Linked DNA regions of Mus musculus: region 1 is linked to region 2. Evidence: chromatin contacts called from public Hi-C data. All regions are on one chromosome and are shown on one strand. The core of a region is the stretch at or near the end of the contact, and the rest is flanking DNA. Distances in the headings are between cores, read along the strand shown. Region 1 has its middle 36 kb from the start of Gm23440. Region 2 has its middle 12 kb from the start of Gm38542.

The links. Hi-C and Micro-C count contacts between places; a contact is called where the count stands out from the background.
Region 1: a contact with region 2 is called in a Hi-C map of the G1E-ER4 cell line, with 2.4 times the contacts expected there. The contact joins two enhancer-like sites. A contact is called at or near these places in 1 of 15 datasets of contacts at CTCF or cohesin (the G1E-ER4 cell line), 9 of 484 Hi-C or Micro-C datasets (the G1E-ER4 cell line, the N1E-115 cell line, bone marrow-derived DN3 thymocytes and 5 more) and 1 of 115 datasets of contacts at active chromatin or transcription factors (embryonic stem cells).

Annotation. Positions count from the first base shown.
Region 1 is chr3:79,012,215-79,018,726 of GRCm38.p6, forward strand. No RefSeq gene overlaps it. Among named protein-coding and RNA genes, the nearest start is that of Gm23440, 36 kb to the left of the region's middle. Within about 2 kb of position 4,812, at least 15 of the 459 cell types and tissues checked have an H3K27ac peak or open chromatin away from gene starts, as enhancers often do. A contact at or near this core is called in the G1E-ER4 cell line, where this site is marked.
Region 2 is chr3:78,944,972-78,950,948 of GRCm38.p6, forward strand. No RefSeq gene overlaps it. Among named protein-coding and RNA genes, the nearest start is that of Gm38542, 12 kb to the left of the region's middle. Within about 2 kb of position 2,315, at least 9 of the 459 cell types and tissues checked have an H3K27ac peak or open chromatin away from gene starts, as enhancers often do. A contact at or near this core is called in the G1E-ER4 cell line, where this site is marked.

The DNA of each region.
Region 1 (6,512 bases), core at 3,562-6,061, 70 kb after region 2:
CTCTTCTTAAGGATAAAAGAACCTCTGGTGGAATCACCATGCCTGACCTAAAGCTTTACTACAGAGCAATTGTGATAAAAACTGCATGGTACTGGTATAGTGACAGACAAGTAGAACAATGGAATAGAATTGAAAAACCAGAAATGAACCCACACACCTATGGCCACTTGATCTTCGACAAGGGAGCTAAAACCATCCAGTGGAAGAAAGACAGCATTTTCAACAAATGGTGCTGGCACAACTGGTGGTTATCATGTAGAAGAATGCAAATCGATCCATTCCTATCTCCTTGTAATAAGGTCAAATCTAAGTGGATCAAGGAACTTCGCATAAAACCAGAGACACTGAAACTTATAGAGGAGAAAGTGGGGGAAAGCCTTGAAGATATGGGCATAGGGGTAAAATTCCTGAATAGAACAGCAGTGGCTTGTGCTGTAAGATCGAGAATCGACAAATGGGACCTCATGAAACTGCAAAGCTTCTGCAAGGCAAAAGATACTGTCAATAAGACAAAAAGGCTACCAACAGATTGGGAAAGGATCTTTACCTATCCCAAATGAGATAGGGGACTAATATCCAATATATATAAAGAACTGAAGAGGGTGGACTCCAGAAAATCAAATAATCCCATTAAAAAATGGGGCTCAGAATTGAACAAAGAATTCTCACCCGAGGAATACTGAATGGCAGAGAAGCACCTGAAAAAATGTTCAACATCCTTAATTATCAGGGAAATGCAAATCAAAACAACCCTGAGATTCCACCTCACACCAGTCAGAATGGCTAAGATCAAAAATTCAGGTGACAGCAGATGCTGGCGTGGATGTGGAGAAGGAGGAACACTCCTCCACTGTTGGTGGGATTGCAAGCTTGTACAACCACTCTGGAAATCAGTCTGGTGGTTCCTTAGAAAATTGGACATAGTACTAACGGAGGATCCAGCAATACCTCTTCTGGGCATATATCCAGAAGATGTCCCAACCGGTATGAAGGACACATGCTCCACTATGTTCATAGCAGCCTTATTTATAATAGCCAGAAGCTGGAAAGAACCCAGATGCCCCTCAACAGAGGAATGGATACAGAAAATGTGGTACATTTACACAATGGAGTACTACTCAGCTATTAAAAAGAATGAATTTATGAAATTCCTAGGCAAATGGATGGACCTGGAGGGCATCATCCTGAGTGAGGTAACATATTCACAAAGGAACTCACACAATATGTACTCACTGATAAGTGGATATTAGCCCCAAACCTAGGATACCCAAGATATAAGATACAATTTGCTAAACACATGAAACTCAAGAAGAATGAAGACTGAAGTGTGGACACTATGCCCCTTCTTAGAATTGGGAACAAAACACCCTTGGAAGGAGTTACAGAGACAAAGTTTGGAGCTGCGACAAAAGGATGGACCATGTAGAGACTGCCAAATCCAGGGATCCACCCCATAATCAGCTTCCAAACGCTGACACCATTGCATACACTAGCAAGATTTTATCGAAAGGACCCAGATAAAGCTGTCTCTTGTGAGACTATGCCGGGGCCTAGCAAACACAGAAGTGGATGCTCACAGTCAGCTATTGGATGGATCACAGGGCCCCCAATGGAGGAGCTAGAGAAAGTACCCAAGGAGCTAAAGGGATCTGCAACCATATAGGTGGAACAACATTATGAACTAACCAGTACCCCAGAGCTCTTGACTCTAGCTGCATATGTATCAAAAGATGGCCTAGTCAGCCATCACTGGAAAGAGAGGCCCATTGGACTTGCAAACTTTATATGCCCCAGTACAGGGGAACGCCAGGGCCAAAAAAAATGGGAATGAGTGGGTAGGGAAGTGGGGGGGAGGGTATGGGGGACTTTTGGTATAGCATTGGAAATGTAATTGAGGAAAATATGTAATAAAAAATATTAATTAAAAAAAAAAAGAAAATGTGGTACATTTACACAATGGAGTACTACTCAGCTATTAAAAAGAATAAATTTATGAAATTCCTAGGCAAATGGATGGACCTGGAGGGCATCATCCTGAGCGAGGTAACCCAATCACAAAGGAACGCACACAATATGTACTCACTGATAAGTGGATATTAGCCCCAAACCTAGGATTCCCAAGATATAAGGTACAATTTGCTAAACACATGAAACTCTAGAAGAATGAAGACCAAAGTGTGGACACTGTGCCCCTTCTTAGAATTGGGAACAAAACACCTATGGAAGGAGTTACAGAGACAAAGTTTGGAGCTGCGACAAAAGGATGGACCATCTAAAGACTGCCTTATCTAGGGATCCACCCCATAATCAGCTTCCAAACGCTGACACCACTGCATACACTAGCAAGATTTTGCTGTAAGGACCCAGATATAGCTGTCTCTTGTGAGACTAGGCAGGGGCCTAGCAAACACATAAGTGGATGCTCACAGTCAGCTATTGGATGGATCACAGGGCCCCCAATGGAGGAGCTAGAGAAAGTAGCCAAGGAGCTAAAGAGATCTGCAACCCTGTAGGTGCAACAACATTATGAACTAACCAGTACCCCGGAGCTCTTGACTCTAGCTGCATATGTATCAAAAGATGGCCTAGTCAGCCATCACTGGAAAGAGAGGCCCATTGGACACACAAACTTTATATGCCCCAGTACAGGGGAATGCCAGGGCCAAAAAAAATGAGAATGGGTGGGTAGGGAAGGGGGGAGGGAGGGTATGGGGGACTTTTGGGATAGCATTGGAAATGTAATTGAGGAAAATATGTAATAAAATAAATAAATAAAAGAACACTTGCCGCTCTTGCAGAGGACCCAGATTTGGAAGACAGCACACACATAATGGCTCACAACCAACCATAACTCCAGTTCCAGAGGATCCAACTCTTCCCACCTCTGAGGGCACCAGGAAGGAAAAACATAAGCTACATACGAATAAATGCAGGCAAAACACTCGAACACACAAAATAAAATCAATCTATATAAGAAAAAGATTTTAAACAAAAATTAGACTTTGTTTTTTAAACAAAGACCATACATTTCTAAGAAGTGGATCTGGGGTCTGTATTTCACCCAATACAGTGGCAATGAAGGGATTTAAAGTCTTTTTTTTTTTTTTCTATTATGAGAATAGTAAGTCTGTCTATTTGCCATCTGGTCCAAGGGGGATACTATGAGTGTCTGTGTATTTAATAAATCAATAATGCCTTAACCTAGCACTGGTACATTCAGAGATCTTGCCATCCCTTCAAGCTAACCCAGATATCTCACCCCAACCCATTTAATTTTTAAAATCACAGTTTCACAGTGTAACTCCAGTTGACCTGGCTTTTACTTCATAGTCCCTAGGCTGGCCTCTCAAAGTCTTGACAGGCCCTGTGCCTCTGCTTCCAAGGGCTGGGGTTAGAGGTATCCCACCAGCTCTAAGCCCACATCTTAGCTTTTCAATAGAGCAGGAGAAAGACCACGTTCATCCCTTCGAGGTTTAGAAAGATGACATATCTGTGTACACAGTGCTCAGCACTCATCTGCTGTGCTCACAGGGACCAGATGGCTGCCTACTCTCTAGCACTCCCATCCTGAGGAGGACAGCATGTGAAGCTGGCGACATTTGATGAGTTCTTCAGAACTCCCCAAAGTTAAGGCCCTTCGTTCACTTTCCTTCTTTAAAAGAAAAGAAAGAAAGAAAGAAAAAACCACACACACTCTATATATGGCTCCTAAGATGAACAATTATATAATTGGGGAACCTTAGAGGCAAAGAACACTCACCACATTTTCCAGGGGTGTCTTAAGATATTTCCAGAGAGCTATCCGTACCAACAAATGGCATTTTAGGCCTCCTACACACACCAGAGACACGAAGCCTCATTCCCTTCAGGATTAGAGCCTACATTTTCTCATCTTGAGAAAAATATTCCACATCCAAGAGCAAAGTGAGGTGAGCAGAAAGAAGCCAGGGCCTCCGTGCTGCCCTCATTGGTACCCTTGGCAGCAGGCTAGTTCCTCTCTTGAAGTATGAAATTATTTTTTTTAAGGTGAGCCAAACTCTCACTGCTCAAGTCAGAACCCCCAGGTTCTTACAGACCATTGCATCATCTTCAGATCGATGTCAAGTCTAAAGGCAACACATGACTTTAATAACTCAGCCATAAAAAGATCTGCAGTCCACAACCTGCTGAGCCTGCTCCACCTCTGTGGAGTATCTGGGGGAAGGTCATGCGGGTATCCTCAGTGTCTCCCTGTCATCCCTCCCCAACAGTTTGAAGTTTTGATCTTCTGTCAATGTGAAAGCTTACCTGGATGATAAGTAAAAATTTTAAATAGTCTCTCTCTTTTGTTTCGCTTTAAAAAGACTATTTGTAGAGTAAGTCATAAAGGACTCCCACGCGGTGACTGGGGAGCCACACACTTCTGTCCAATATGTAGCTAAGTTTCTACTAGGAAGTCCGTGTGTGTGTGTGTGTGTGTGTGTGTGTGTGTGTGTGTGTGTGTGTGTGTGTGTGTGTGTGTGGTGTTTCATTTTGTCCTTTCCATTTTACCTAGAAAATCCAGGTCTCATAGCAAATAGATATTCCCCTTCACCCCACCGTTAACTGCAAATTTTACACGGCACTGTGGAGTTGAACCGCAGTGAAAACAGATGGAAGATAAGAGTCCCTCAAACTACTCAGTATCTCCTTAGTTAATTCCACGTTCAGACTGCACATCCATCACCTACATGTCCTCAAGAGAAAGTGTGTGTGGTTTCATCCCTTTGTCACGCAGAAACCATTTTCAGCTCCTGCTCCGTCCCAGACACATACCACCAACAGGGGGCGTCTCTCGAGCATCTTTTCCCACAAGTGCAGGCAGGCAAGCATTTTATACCCTTGTACAGTAAAAGTAGTAGTATTATTATTTATCTTGTAGCTATTTCATCCGGATTGAAGTATCCCCCTTGTGGATGGGAGGAGCGAATGCGAGAGGAAGACTCACAAAGGCCCCAAGGAAGTTTCAAGAACTCATGAAGTTGTGAGTCCTCTCTCTGCGGGTGTATGAGCAATAAGCAATGGCTGAGCAAGAGGGAACTCTTCGGTAGAACTGCCTTCGAGCTGCTCAGGGAGCGCTAGGGATGCTGCCTTCCTGAGCTGTCATTCACACTGCGGTAGGCTTTTTGGTGATGTAGCTGCCTTTGTGCCACCCATGCTTCGGTAAGTAACACCCGTAAACTCATTGATTCACGATGACAGACTTAGTTGGATCATCTCTTTAGCCTGTCCTCAGGGCCTACCTGTGGAATATTTGCTTTTTCATGTCTCCCCAAGGAAACTCATATTATGTAATTGGCACATGAACAGGAACTGAAAGCCAAAGATGAGTCGGTGAAGAGCAGTTACATTGATCTTGCAAAGGCTGATAAGATACACTGCTGAGCTGATGTAACCGTGGGAAGCATTCAAGTGGAAGGGGGACAATTGCCATATGGCCACCTTTCCCAGTGCATTATGGGGTGCTATGTCTCCTGGCTGTAATCGGGGTTGTATACCCCCCAGCCCCTGCTGTGGGCGATAAGACATAAAAACAAGGCTGAGATGTCTATGAGTGAAGCATTCTTGCAGGAATCTCAGCATGACCATCTTCCTCTGCATAATACTCTTCCTTAATGACTGGAGTCCACAGGAACACACTCAAAGCACGGGTAGACTGGGAATACATACCAGTTCCTACTGAAAGCAGAATAGAGAGAAGAAAAGCAGATCACAAGCAGGCAGATAGCAGTGGTTCTTGGTCTTTGAGGCTTATCTGTCTGCAGTAAGAACTTGTGTGTGTAAGGAAGGTTGAGTTACAATGAGGAGACATGTATATGCAATCCTCCACATGAGCCTCTGGTTTGGTCGGTTTGTTTGTTTGCAGGAAAAATGGAAGAAAAAAAAAGACACAGTGTCTCTGTGTTAGCATTTTTTTATGGCTGGGAGAATGCAAAGAAAAATAGTACAAATTAGGTCTGTGCTAATTGGCCCTTCTTGGGATCCAAAAAACTGAAACCTGTAAAGGTTATACTTGTCAACTTGATAGGATGTAGAATCTCCTTGGAAACTAGCCTGTTTCTAAGGGATGTTTTTGTTTGGTGGATTTGTTGTTGTTGTTGTTGTCATTGTCGTTGTTGTTGTTGTTGTTGTTGGGGGTTTTTGTTTTTGTTTTTCCAGATTGGGTTAATTAAGATGGGCAGACGTACTGTATATCATTGTATGGGATGAGACTCTAGACTATACAAAAGGGAGTAAGCAAGCTGAGTCCCAGAATTCATCATTCTCTACTTCCTGACTGTGGATTTAATGTGACCAATCCCCTTGCCTTCCTGTTGTACTCTGGCTGTACTGCCTTTCTCCTGTAATTCCTGCTGCACTGCCTTCCTACTGTACTTCCTGCTGCACTGCCTTCCTGCTTTACTTCCTGCTGCAATGCCTTCCTCCTGTACTTCCTGCTTCACTGCCTTTCTCCTGTAATTCCTGCTGCACTGCCTTCCTCCTGTACTTCCTGC
Region 2 (5,977 bases), core at 1,065-3,564:
ACGGGCATCATCATCACCACCATCATCTATAAAAAATACATACATACACACACACATACACACATACATACATACATACATACATACATACATACATACTACATTAATAAGGGGTTGGAGAGAAAGCTCAGCAGTTAAGAGAATTTTCCCAGGAAGAGGACCAAGGTTTGGTTCCCATCACCCACATGGTTGCTCACCCTCTGTAAGTTCAGTTGCAATGGATATGATGCCCTCTTCTGTCACTTGAGGGAACAGGCACACACATGAAAGCTCACAGACATACCTGAAAAAAAAAAAATACTACTCCATATAAAACTTAACTAAATACAAATAAATATTTTAAAATAAATAAAAAAATAAATCATCCTGAAAATAATTATTAGTGGCCAAGAAGAAAACTGACCTCAGCCTCTTTACATCAATTGCTTAAATATTACGTAATGCAGACATCAGAAGCCCTGTCTTCTACAGCCCCCCTCCTGGCTCTCCCTCTTTAACTTAGTCAGGGTGTCTATTGCTGCGACAGAACACCATGATCAAAGAGCAAGTTGGAGAGGGAAGGGTTTATTTAGCTTACACTTCAGCATCACTGTTCATCACGGAGGGAAACCATGGCAGGAACTCAGACAGGGCAGGAACCTGGAGGCAGGAGCTGATGCAGAAAGCATGGAGAGGTGCTGCTTACTGGCTTTCTTCCTGTGGTTTGCTCAGCCTGCTTTATTTTATTTTTAATTTTATTTTAATTTTTATTTATTTTTATCATTTTGTTTTATTTTATTGGTTTTCCAAGACAGGTTGGGTTTTTTTTTTTCTTCTATGTAGCCCTGGTTGTCCTGGAACTCACTATGTAGACCAAGCTACCCTCAAACCCAGAGATCTGCCTGCCTCTGCCTCCCCAAGCACCAGGATCAAAGGCAGCACCACCACTGCCCAGCTTCAGCCTGCTGCCCTAGAGAACCCAGAACACCAGCCCAAGGCTAGAACTGCCCACACTGAGCCCACACTGAGCCCACTGAGCCCACACTGAGCCCACTGAGCCCACACTGAGCCCACACTGAGCCCACACTGAGCCCACACTGAGCCCACTGAGCCCACACTGAGCCCACACTGAGCCCACACTGAGCCCACACTGAGCCCACTGAGCCCACACTGAGCCCACACTGAGCCCACTGAGCCCACACTGAGCCCACACTGAGCCCACACTGAGCCCACTGAGCCCACACTGAGCCCACACTGAGCCCACACTGAGCCCACACTGAGCCCACACTGAGCCCACTGAGCCCACACTGAGCCCACTGAGCCCACACTGAACCCACTGAGCCCACACTGAGCCCACTGAGCCCACACTGAGCCCACTGAGCCCACACTGAGCCCACACTGAGCCCACACTGAGCCCACACTGAGCCCACTGAGCCCACACTGAGCCCACACTGAGCCCACACTGAGCCCACACTGAGCCCACACTGAGCCCACTGAGCCCACACTGAGCCCACTGAGCCCACACTGAACCCACTGAGCCCACACTGAGCCCACACTGAGCCCACACTGAGCCCACTGAGCCCACACTGAGCCCACTGAGCCCACACTGAGCCCACACTGAGCCCACTGAGCCCACACTGAGCCAACTGAGCCCACACTGAGCCTACACTGAGCCCACACTGAGCCCACACTGAGCCCACACTGAGCCCACTGAGCCCACACTGAGCCCACACTGAGCCCACACTGAGCCCACTGAGCCCACACTGAGCCCACACTGAGCCCACACTGAGCCCACTGAGCCCACACTGAGCCCACACTGAGCCTCCCCCTCCCACCCCGTTGATCACTAATGAAGAAAATGCCCTACAGCCGGATCTCACGTAAGCATTTTCTCAATTGAAGTTCCCTCCTTGCAGATAACTCTAGCCCATGTCAAGTTGACATCAGTCAGCCAGGACACTCTTGATTCCACAAACGTCATGCTCTTCTTAGTTTGCTGGGCAATTTTTTTTTCCCCACTCAACTTCTCATTGTTTGCTCAAACTTTTTTTTTTAAATAAATGACTTTTCGCATCACTTTTCAAGTGTCAAAAATTCCCTGCTAGTATATTCCCAAGATGAATAAATAATATTGCTTATTTCCAAGAAGAAATAGAAGCTACCATAGCACAATTCAATCAAAAAACTGTTTCTGTAATCAGGAGATCTCTTCTGGGGTGGGCGGGAGGGGAGGGGCTTCAAATGAAAAACCACTTGACAAGTTCAGAACTGACAGAAGGAGACTTACTCAGATGGACAACAAAGATTACCGCAAGCAACCAGGGAAGCCAGCAATCAAATGCTGCAACAGACCCATTTCCTCGGCAACAAAACGTTGGTTGCACGGATAAAACATTCACACCACACATCGTCATCAAGATATTCAAGTTCATGTTTCAGAACTAAACAACTGATACCTTGTGGTTCGTTGACGAGGAAGGAACAATTTTAAATACCTTGGACCAGAGGATAGGCTCAGTGACTCACAGGCCACAAAGGCAAAGGACCCGAGTTGAATCCCGAGGCTCCACTGGAACAGAGGGGTAACTCCTGCAAGTCATCCTCTGACCTCCACACACTGGCCATGGCACACACTGTGTGCACAGTACCCACACACAAAAAAAGACATGCAATGAGATTTCTTTCGGGAATACTTTAGTGGAATTAGTGACGGCACCTGTCACCCTTGCCTTGTAAAGCACAACACCTGTGGAAAAGGACACAAAATGCCATGAGAAACTTACAGTGTTACAAGCTTTGGAAGTAGACCACATGGGCGCCATACTAAAGGGTGATTTAGCTCAAAAAAGTGAGAAAAAAGACACATTGAGGAAAATGGTCCAGCCTGTAAAATGACGAAGGATGAAGATTTGCTGTCTGCTATTACTGGGGAAAACTGACTGAAGAACAGGTCTAACATCTTCAAAAATTATTAGATTAAGCCAGGGGTAGACCAGCATACCTATAGTCCTGCACTTAGGACCCTGACTCAAGAGTATCATAAGTCTCAGTCCATCAAAGCCAATGTAGACATGCCCCCAAAATATTATTATTATTATTAATGTTAAGTAAACGGGCATCTCAAGCAAATAAATTGGTTGTTGACAAACTAGTTTTACTACAGCTAAGCACCTGAGCATACAATGTCTTACACTCTCCTTCAAATATTTCTTCGAAGTATCCTTTTAAATTTCTATTGTCCAAAAATAGCGAAATTGTCCAGCAGCCCCCTCAATCCTCCAGCCTCACTGGTTGTTATAGTAACCAACTAACGCCATCTTTAAAGCGTTCAGTGATGAGAAGGATGGTTCTTGCAGATAGCTGTTGTTTCCCTTTGGAGATAGAAGGACTTCCGTTGAGTTCACAAAGAGGGCATGGACGGAACTAAAATAACAGCACTTCTGTTCACAAAGGAAATACCTGCAGTTGCGAAGAGGTACCACAAGAGGGAGACTATAAGCCACGAACAAGGTTAGCTAGGAAAAACTAAAACAGTTTCTAAAAAGAATTGGAAAGAAAAGCGTTCATTAACAACATATTTTTGAAACATAAATATTTTATTTGTAATTTAATAATTGGTATATACAGATAATACACAAAGAGCAAAAGGAAATACTTGTTTTCCCACAGCCGGCTTAAGAAATGACATAAGACCCAGGCACGACGGCAGAGGCCTGTCATCTCAGCACATAGGAGGCTGACGCAGGAAAATTACAAGTTTCAAAACAGTCTGTGACACAAACTGAAAATTTGTCTGGCACAGGAAAAAAATCATCAGTTTGGTTTTGAATAAAAATGGTCTCCCCCACCCCCACCCCCACCCCCCACCCTCCAGTCTCAGGCGCCATAGTCGATGGTATTGAGGAAGTTTAGGAGGAGGTGTACCCCTGTGTCGCTCACTGGGGGCGGAGTTTGAAAGTTAAAATACTCAGGCCATTCCCAGTGCACTCTCTCTACTTCAAGATGTACGCCCTTGCTTTAGCTCCAGCCACCACATGTGCTGCTTGCTGCCACGATTACCTACCACGAAGGGTCTTATATCCCTCTGGAACCATAAGCCAAACAAACCCTTCATTCTATAAATTGCTTCAGTCGCGGTGTTCTATCACAGCAATAGAAGAAAAACTCACATAGTTAGGGAAATGGCTCAGTGGGCAAAGCCCCTGCTATGCAAGGGTGAGTTCAAGTGCCTAGAACTCGTGAAAAACGCAGTGCCATGGCGTCTCAGAAATCAGGAATCTGTAATTCCAGTGTTCCTATGGGGATAGGGGAAGCTCAATGCCCTTGTCCTGATATGCCAAGACAGGAGAGATCCTCAGAGTGTGCAGGCCAGCTCGCCTAGCATCTCCAGTACAGCAGCAAGCAACAAAAGTAGCCTGTCTCAAACAAAGCGAAGGCAAGGACCCACACTCAAGGCAGACTTCTGATCTCCACAGTGCGCACTCACATACACACACACACACACACACAGACACACACACACACACACACACACACACGCACGCACGCATCCCAGCAACACATACAGAAAGAAAGTTCACAAAGAGGGCATGGACAGAACTAACATAACAGCACTTCTGTTCACAAAGGAAATACCTGCAGTTGCGAAGAGGTATCACAAGAGGGAGACTATAAGCCACAAACAAGGATAGCTAGGAAAACCTAAAACGTTAAGAAAGAAAGAAAGAAAGAAAGAAAGAAAGAGAGAGAGAGAGAGAGAGAGAGAGAGAGAGAGAGAGAGAGAGAGGGAAAGAAAGAAAGAACGAGAGAGGGGGGAGGGAGGAGGAGGGAGAGGAGGAGGAGGAGGAGGAGGGAGGGAGGGAGGGAGGGAGGGAGGGAGGGAGGGAGGGAGGGAGGGAAGGAGGGAGGGAAAGAAAAGAGGGAAAGAAAAAAAAAGAGGGAAAGAAAGAGGGAAAGGTTGACGGAAGGATGATTGGGAGTGGTTTGGACGTAGCTCATTGGTAACGTACTTCTCTACGCTCACAGCTTTGGATCAATTTCCAGGCACTGAAACACAGATACTCTTCCATTAGAGATGGAAGAGCATCCAGGCTGCATACCCTAGTGTTAACTTTCCACCACTCCAGCTGGCACAACACCTGAAGTAAGCGACTTAAAAGGGGAAAGGCCTATGTGGTGTCATGTATAAGAGTGTCTCACACAGGCAGATATTTGAAAGCTTAGTTACCAGGAAATGGCACTATTTGAAAGCACTGGAGGGGTCAGGGTACAACAAGGCCTTGTTGGACTAGCTGTGGCCTCACAGAAGGAAGTGTATCAGCAGAAATAGGCTTTGAGGCTTCAAAGCCCGTGCCAATCCCAGAGTCCCTCTCCTCTCTCCTATCCCAAGGATCATGACATAGCTCTCAGCTATTGCTCGAGAGTCTGCCTACTGCCATGATCCATACCAGGATGATAATGGATGACAACGCTCTGAAACTGTAAGCAAGCCCCCTGTTAAATGCTTTCTTTATGTAAGAGCCGTCTCAGCTATGGTGTCTTTTCATGGCAATAGGATAATGACTAAGACAGTACTTTGCCTCGGCTTCAGACGTCCCATCCACTGAGTACTTGAGGAGCAAGTACATGGGTACTTGCTTTGGAGCATGGTGACAGGGCCACAACCAACAGCCTGTGGCATGCAGGAAAGGGCACGTCAGGCAGGACTATACCTAGAACAGGACCATGCCAGGCCATCAGCAGAGCCCAGCATGGCTTCCTCCAGCTTAACCCTAGAGCAGTAAAGTAGAAGCCAAGTAAGCAAGCAGACAAGGTTCTCAGGGACCTCTCTGGGTGCACTAAGAAGCTGTACCCTTCTGCCAGTAATGCAGGTCTTGGTGCTAGAGAAAAACCACAGTAGGTGTCAGGGGCCACACACAGCCTGGGCACCGCTGACTGTCCATAGCCCTGGATACTGCTATTGGCTGCTGCTCCTTTTAGCTGAGGCTACCCACAACAA